Regions from separate parts of the Triticum aestivum genome. Here region 1 is linked to region 2. A link is a contact called in public Hi-C data. All regions are on one chromosome and are shown on one strand. The core of a region is the stretch at or near the end of the contact, and the rest is flanking DNA. Distances in the headings are between cores, read along the strand shown.

The links. Hi-C and Micro-C count contacts between places; a contact is called where the count stands out from the background.
Region 1: a contact with region 2 is called in a Hi-C map of leaf, with 4 times the contacts expected there. The contact joins the promoter of LOC123133739 here to the promoter of LOC123136117 in region 2. A contact is called at or near these places in 2 of 5 Hi-C or Micro-C datasets (both in leaf).

What each region holds. Positions count from the first base shown.
Region 1 is chr6B:128,756,727-128,761,007 of IWGSC CS RefSeq v2.1, forward strand. It overlaps LOC123133739, which reads right to left and starts at 2,454. Exons shown (of 1, transcript XM_044553153.1): 1 at 1,274-2,454. The coding sequence starts at 2,334. The coding sequence ends at 1,546.
Region 2 is chr6B:128,601,322-128,605,730 of IWGSC CS RefSeq v2.1, forward strand. It overlaps LOC123136117 (synaptotagmin-5), which reads right to left and starts at 2,271. Exons shown (of 13, transcript XM_044555412.1): 1 at 1,977-2,271; 2 at 696-800; 3 at 485-535; 4 at 232-352. The coding sequence starts at 2,081.

The DNA of each region.
Region 1 (4,281 bases), core at 1,204-3,703, 160 kb after region 2:
TATAAGGGATCGGAGATGAGATACACGGATGTGGAAGACGCGGTTTGAGGACTAATGCTCTAATATAGTTCCTTTAGCATATACTGTAACCATTTCTCCTACAAGTATTTTTGGTCTGAGGGAGTAATTCATAGGTTGTGAATCAATTGCTTGATGAAATTTAGGTTTAATTATTGAAGGGATTCCCCGCAAAAAAAAAATATTATTATTATTATTATTATTTGCGGGAGGAAAATTATTGAAGGGATTAATGAACCTGGAGGGAGGACGTGCTTGCTAGCCGAAGCATCGAGTCTGCAGAGTGCTTTGCTTGGCCAGCCTAAAGCAAGTGCACCCGGTCCGGTAGCCTTTTGTTTCTTAAGAAACACAGTAGAAATGCAGACCTTTCATACACACACACTCATCCGTCCGATACATGTGTGAATCTAGGGCTTAAACCCTGATAGGACGAGGACACAACCTCATTTCTTAATAACCATTCAATCGCAGATTGGTTCTCTGTTCCGCTGCTAGCTTGATTCCACGTGAGACGTGATGCAGGAGCAGAATTACACCATTCATTATGCGATGATATTATCACGACAGATTATAATCACGGTTCTACAACGACAAATCGAGCCTAGCTCCGCGTGTGCTGACTAGCAAATCAGCCTGGTCGGTCGATTCCGACTCCCCAGTCCTCTGCCCTCTCGGGTTCCCAAATCGGGAAAAGTACCACGTTCTAGAAGAAGAACATGAACCTGGCTTTCGCCGCGCTCTTCAATACCGTTGATAAACAAGTGCACGTTCACAACGAACCTTGACCGCGTTTTGATACATAGATAGATGATCATGCACACAAACGGAAAGAACCAGCACGCGCATACGTAGGGTCGGGCCCAGCTAGCTCCCCGGCAACTCCCCTCGTGCAACCCGTGGAATATTTCCTCGCAGCCACCTACTTCGGACGGAACGGAATCTCCTCCCTCAAACGCAAATCCTTTGACCCAGAACGGTCAATCCATGGCTGTTTTCCAACCGAGAATGCTCGGATTTTCTAATGGATTATCCAAACTCGCCAACTTGTACTGGTCCGGGAATAACAAACTGCGGTAATCCGCGAGACAGGATCAGCTCGGACGGACGCATGCACAGCCCTGCGGAGCTGACACGGAAATGCAGCGCCAAATTTGACGAGTTCAGAGTCCAGAAAGGTCAGTTTCTTTTACTGCTAGCAGTAGATTATCCAAACTCACCAACTCGTATTAACTGATGACTAATCTACACCAAACTGTTGGTCTCGGGTGAATTAGCTGACTAATTTACAAGACAGATGGATTCACAATTGGCAGTAAACTATAGGGTACGTGCCGTAGCTGGAAATTGACAAGTTCAGGGTCAAGAAAGCACGCGATTTTATATTTACACACCAACGAGAACCAGCGATTTGACCGAATCTCTTTTTTTCCGGGAGCGTGGAATCTGACAAAAGAACGAATTAACGAACTAATTTAATTTGATGAGATTTATCGTGGCAGCAGCGGAGCAGGGGATGGGATGTGATGGCTAGTAGGGGTGGTGCTTGGGGCGCAGCGCGTGCGCGGTGGCGAAGAAGCCGACGATGGCCGGCCGGTAGGGCAGGTACGACTTTTTCGTCGTCGTCGTCGTCCTCTCGCCGCCGGGGCCGGCCGCGGCTCCGGGCTTGCTGTAGAAGAGCCTGTGCGCGGTGGCCATGTCCATCTCCGTCGGAGCGGCGGCCGCGCCCTTCTTCTTGCCCTGCTTCTGCTGCGAAGTCTTCTTGTTGGCCGGAGCCGACGCGGCGGATAATGCGCTCGTCTTGGACTTGGGTTTGGCGGGAGTCGGCTGGAGGAAGAGGAACTTCTCCTTGCCGTCGCTGTGGGAGCGGCCGCCGGAGCCGAGGATGTCGCGCAGGCGGAAGCGGCGCGCGGCCTCGCCCGTGCCCGTGGACGCGCTCTTGGGGAAGGCGGCCGGTTCGCGCGCGGGCGACCCCGGCGCGGACCGCGGCGCCCACGCGCAGTACGTGTCCGGCGAGGGCGGCGCCGTCGCGGAGGTGGCCGAGGCCGAGGCGTCGTCGTCGTGGGCCTGGCGGCGGTGGAAGACCGGGTAGGCCGGGAGGATGCGGCCGTGCGCGAAGAGGTCGTCGGCCAGCGCCTCCCCGCCCGCCGGCGCCAGCGGCCGCGCGAACGCGAACTCGAAGCTGTCGCCGCTGGCGTCCGACGCCGCGTCGTCGTCGTCGTCGTGTTCTTGCTGGTAGTCCTCCTGCGGCTCCGTGAAGGCGCCGGCGCCCTCCTCGGCGTGGTCCCCGAAGCTGAGGATGGTGGCGAGACGCGCCATTGCTGCGGCCGTGGGCTGCCTGGCGGTGGCGCTGGACTAGCTAGCTGGTGGCGGCGAACAGCGGGCCGAGGCGAGGCGATGTGTCTGAACCCGTGTGAGTGTGACTGGTGTGTGGCGGGCGGCGTGGCCCGCGTTTATAAAGGAGAGGCGAATGCGCGTGGGGAGGAGGGGCGACGCGTCCGGGGGCGTGGGCGTGAGGAGCAAGGGAAAGCGAGGCCGAGCCGTGCTTGGATGGATTCGGTTGCTTGGAAGGGAAGCCGCTGGTGCTGGCCACGCACGGACGCGGCACGCGGGGCCACGGCACCGGTGGCGTAGGCGCGCAGGCCGTGGCCCCGATCGACAACGACGCGGTCTTTTACTATGCCCGTCCGTGGTCGTCGATCGTTCTCCTTGGGCTTGCCTCGTCCGGTCCCGACGGCCGGCTGGCTGCGCCTCAACGGCATCCCCGCTTCGATTCTTCTTCTCTTTTCTTTCCGTGGATTATTCACGTTCCTCTGTTTGCCACGAACAGCCGAGGAACTTCCCTCCCGTTCGCTCGTCCCCACAGAAACCATTTCCTTCCCCGGATCCACCACGCTTCTAGACGGGGCTGCAAAAACAAGCGTTTTTTTAACACACACACACACCAAAAAAAAAAAGTCTTGCTGATCGGGCGTGCTAGGCAAGGGGGGCCGCCATGCGAGGTGCACTACACTACATAGTCCAAAATTACGTTCCGGGAACCGAATTCTGAAGCACCGAGCGCGCAGCCGACGGCCGAGGATCGCGACGCCGACGACGCACGCGGGGAGGTGGAGCGAGGACAAGTGGAAACCGCTTTGGCACCTCATCGGATCAGGGGATGAACAGAAAAGTGATATATGGAAGACAGTTCAGACCCCCCTACTTGTGTCGAAATCAAGATTGCTTTTGCTTTTGCTCGGTGCCAACTTCTGTTAGCCGTGCAAAGCGGCGGGGGTGCTTTGAATTGATCGGTTCACCATTTCTTGCTTTTTTTGTGGCGTTGTCAGGTTCTAATCTGCAGCGGTAGTGGAACCGGAAAGGAAAAAATTAAAACAAAATAAGTATTATCATACTACATACCTTCATAGTAAAAAGGTGCAGATAAGCCAAACTATGAACATTGCCAAATTCAAAGCTGGGATATAAACAGTAACGCATTGCCATATTGGTACTATTCGCAGTCTGACAAATCAATTTTGTTTTCGATAATGATATCGGTGAACGTCAAATTTCTGGCAGTTCCAGTGACTCCCCTCATAGCTGTTTGATCGAGATCAAACAGTCCCAGTTTACAAACAAAATTTGCCTTCTCTGTAAGGAACCGACATACTATATTCTAAAGAAGTTGTCATCCCTCTATTATGACTAAAAACAAAGATGAAATTCGCCTGCAAATGCCAACCCTTCTTAACTGACATTCGTCAGTTATTGGGGTCCTTTTTTCTTGTCTTTTTTATATTCTATTTAATGTTTCTTTATGTGCATTGCAGTTTATATACCATTTATCTGAGCTAAGTTCAACAAAATCTGGCGAGCTAGCTCCGCTTCTCTCAAATTCATCTATTTATTTTCCAGACGATCTGCAACGAAATTGGGGAAGCCTCAAAAACCCAACCCAGACCCTTTGTTTTCCTCGCTCCGTCCCTCATTCCTTCTCTGGATCCGCTACCTCCCAGATCCAACGTCGTCGCTGCGCCACCGCCGAGGCCTTGACGGACCTCCACCGTTAGACCAGCAACACTGTGGAACCACCCTTGACCCGACAGTTCTCCATATACCTTCTGCCACTTCAGATGTCGTTCATGGAGGACACCATGCCCAACAAGTGTTCGGCCGAATGTCATAGACAAAAAAATTGACTTCTTTGTCCTTACTTTGAAGCAAACACGATGCATCCGGACACGGAGTACTTCTACGGGAACCTCATGTATTCGTCCTTATCAG
Region 2 (4,409 bases), core at 1,021-3,520:
GGTGAAAAGGGCACACGTAAGAGAATTAGTTCTGTCTCTTAAGAGAAAAAATAAACTATGCATGGGGATAAATAAGGTGACGGACTTTACTCCTTAATTCTTGTGCGCAAAACTAAAGGCTTATCTACGCAAACTATACCATAATATACCGGTATATTATACTGTCCGATACAAAAAAGAATGACCATTTATCCATCAACAAACTATCATTATTTTATAACGATGTCCTACCTGTAAACTGAGGAGCAACAGTACCAAGTGTCAACTTTGAGAAATGGATGGAGGCCAAAATGAATGACTTGTACTGCTCGAATACAGGCTCCACAGAAGATTTTATCAGTTCCGATGCAGCCTACAATAACCACACTTGCCACCCTAAGTAAACTTCCAATATCCAGAACTAATTTATTCAAAGACGCAGTAGGAAAACTCAGTATCTGGTATCAGAACTTTAGTAGATACTTGAATGAAGCTGGAATAGCACCTCATTGACAAATGGCCAGATTTTCACCAATTCTTGGTTCAGCCATTTAAGCTGTAGAAGTTAAATAAAATAAGGTATCAGTACAACATTAGATAAGGCCAAGGTCACTCGGTCATTTAAGCTATGAAAAACAGAAAACTAAGGTATCAGCACAACATTGGAAACACCAAGGTCAAAGCTTAATAGGAAGTTAAGAGAGAAAAAGGCTCAACTTCTGCTTTTGGGTGAAAGATACCCACGATGGATAGGACTCAGTAGGAATAAGTGCCTTCAGATCTTGAACAGACAATTTTGAGAAAGATGAAACTGTAGCAGTCTGCAGAAAGGTAAAATTATGGTGAGAATTGATCAGTCCACAAACAAGTGTTGCTGTAGGAAGATATTCTTGTCATCAAATAATAGTTGCTAGGTTCTCAAGATAATTTTTTCACAGCTCACCAAAATTTAAAAGTGGGAGTGGTGGAACTAAGAGTTGCACAGGGTAGCCAGTAAACCAAAGCATTATTTAATTCAAAAGAATAGGTGTTTTCACTTTTTGGAATGCTCATTTCAATGCAAGGACGTATTCAAAGTGCACAATTCAATACACAGTAGCGAGCGTCTTTGTGGCTATATATATATATATATATTCATTTCCATCAATGGAACTGATTGTGCTATTGACAATCCCTGAGTCAAAACCAATTCATATGCGTATTGCCTAATTGCTGCAATTGAACTATTAATTCATTACCAACCCCAATGTCTCAATGAGGATAGTCAGCCCATTCATATGCGTCGGAGGGCGCTGCTGTGGTCGCCGACAACGGCTACAACCTGTGTGTGGGCCATCGCGGAGCTTGTGCGGCTCACAGTGGTGAGCACAGAGGCTGACAGGGGCCAGGGAGCCGGGGCCGGGGCGGAGCTGTGCGTACGGCCAGCTGCGCGAACACATTCAGCGGCTTGGCCTTGGCATACACGCGAGCTCGCGCCTAGCCGTCAAGCGGAGCAGCCTTACGGTCGGAGGTGGGCAAGGACCAGAGCCACCTCGCCGGAGGGCTCCATGCCCGCGTCCTCCCCGTGCTGCTAGACGCGCGCCAACTGCTCGTCGAAATGCCCAGCTGAGTTAGACTGAATCACAGCTAACTAATGGCGGAGCACTTGATGACAGCCGTAAATACACCCAAACTGGAAACCACAAGCGTGATTAGGATCAAAGCCTAGTAGCAATTATGGCCCGTATAGATGAACCACCCATGGCTCCACAATTAATCCGCATCATATCGCCCAACATGGATACTAGCAATTGATTTCCAATCAGCAGCGTTCTAACCCAGCATTTCCTAATTTCGAACACCTGTAGAGGCACAGATTGACGGACCAACCCAGCGGCCAACCGAATCGCGTCGGAATCGGATCACCGTAATCGCGCGCGAGGGGAAGAGAAATTGGAAACGCGAGGAGGCCGGGGGGGGGGGGGGGGGGGGGGGGGGGGGGGGGTCGTCGCGCGTACCAGCTGGCGGCGCTGCTCGGCGCGGGAATTCTCGAGGCGCGCGAACGCCATGACGACGCCGACGCCGAGCACCAGCCCCAGCAAGGCGCCGAAGAGGAACGCCATGGCTCGCCTCGCCGCCCTCCACAGCCTGCCTCCCGCGTGCCGAGGTGGGTGCGTGGTGGTGTTCGGGCTGGATTGATTGATGAGGAGAAGAGAAGGTGCGCGCAGGAGCGCTGCTCCGCTTTTCGCCTCGCCAAAAGGAATTTATGTTCTCCTTTTTACTGGGACAACTATTCGTTTCTGTTCTGAGATGTGCTTTGCGTAGGGCGTCGGTCACGGTGCGGGGCACGTGCCACGCAGATAGATTGGCGGGCTCGGCAGCGGGTAGTGTGTGGAGATTTGTGTTGCGTTTAATATTCTGGTCTGGTTGTGGCTCCTTGCTTGGAGATGGGGACGGAATGGACCAGATGCCTCTCCGTGTGCTTCCTATGGCTTCCACCGTTCCAGCTGAGGGCACGTGTTCCACCGGAGGGCCACGTGGTGAAGATCACGGGCAAGCTTTTTTTTTTCTGAAACCAAAGAGCTTTATATTCATATAAAGGGACGTGGAGTTTCTGCACCCGAGCTCTCATTTGAGCTCGGGTGAACAGTAAAATTGAAAAAAGTCGACAAAATTTTAAAAAAATTCAAAAAAAATTTGGGAGAAACATTGACAAAAGTTTTAAGTGCTTGCAAAAATTCGTTATGAAATCACATTTCTAGGAGGCGTGGAAAAAAAACAAAATCGGTACTCAGAAAATGCTACTTTCAAAAGTATTTTGGAGCCTGAATTTGTTTTTTTTTGCCACGCCTTACAGGAATGTGATTTCATGATGAATTTTTGCAAGCACTTAGAACTTTTGTCAATGTTTTTCCCCAAAAAAATTTGGAATTTTTTGAATTTTCTTTGATTTTTTTTTATTTTACTGTTCACCGAGCTCAAATGAGCTCGGGAGCAGAAAGGCACTTTCGCATATAAAGGCATTTTTGAAACAGTCAGCCTGGCTGGTCAACAAAAGCCCGGAGTTTCATCAAGCCAGCTATTGGTCACATTCAGAGTGCAAGCACGCTTTGCATACAGATGCGCCGGGACATTAGCTGACATGGATACATGCTAAATATCAAATGAAGTAAAATTATTACATAGCTCTCCTATTCTAACAATAAAGGAGCCACAATTGACCGAGAATTGTTGCGAGTATTCCAGAGCATCACCATCTCCAAACAAGCGGTTTCCATGACCACATGCGAGAATCCTCAAAGTGAAGCGAATCGAGCTCCATTTCGTAGTGATAATCCCTCCATAATCAAGGGATCAGAAATACCCAAATATGGTTTGCACCATGCTCCTAGGAGCGCCGAAGAGGATCTAGCCACTCCTCCCGCACCTCCTCTGCCATCTCCTAGGTTTAAGGCACCGTCTATGGATATCTTGACGAGTCCCTCATCAGGTGGTCTCCAACCGAAACCAGGCAGGATCATCGCATCTCGACGTGGAAGATGAAGAAGGGCAATCGCCTCCTTGGTAGCCCTGATCGTCACCGTAGGATTCTTTCCCTCTTCGCCGTGCTTGATCCGGTTCCTGGAGTGCCAGATGGACCACATTATTGTTGTGATCTTGGCGCGGTCGTCATCAGTAAAACGAGGATCACATGTGATATCCCGCGCCCATGAGTCTGGATGAAGACGAGGCAATCTGAGGCCAAACCAAGCGTACGCTTCTTCCCAAAAGCATTTTGCATGTGAGCAATGTATGAGTGCATGCTCCAAATTCTCGTCCATTGCCAAACAAACTTTGCATCGACGAATCTCTGCAATATGTCGATAGTTAAGAGTGGCTTCATCTGGGAGAATACCATGAAGAACCCTCCACTAGAACACTCTAACCTTCGGGATGACATTCAATTTCCATAGGGATTTCCACAACTGCGTATCTTCCTCTGAGGTTTTGGTAGCCGTCCCTTCCTCTAGAGCAACACGCTCTTTTTGAGTCACGAGAGCTCGGTACGCCGACTTCACAGTGTAGTTCCCCGATCTTTCAAATGCCCATGCAAGAAAATAATCTCCTCCGCCTTGCCGAATAGGTATATTCAATATTGCTTCAGCATCCGGAGCAATGAAAGTACGACGAACAAGTTCTTGTCTCCACAACCAGTTAGATGGATCAATAAGCTCTGACACACGCTCAACAGTTGAATGTTGTGGTCGAAGAATAGGAGACATGGATATTGTACCTCGAATCCACTTGTCATTCCAAACCGATATGGAGGAGCCATCGCCCACGCGGGAAATCAATCCAGATCGTAGGGCCTCCCTCTCGGCCATGATCGCCCTCCAAGTGGCCGACCCCGACTTAGGTATAGTAGCCTGCATGAAGTCAGTGTCGGGAAAATAGCGGCCTTTCAAAACTCT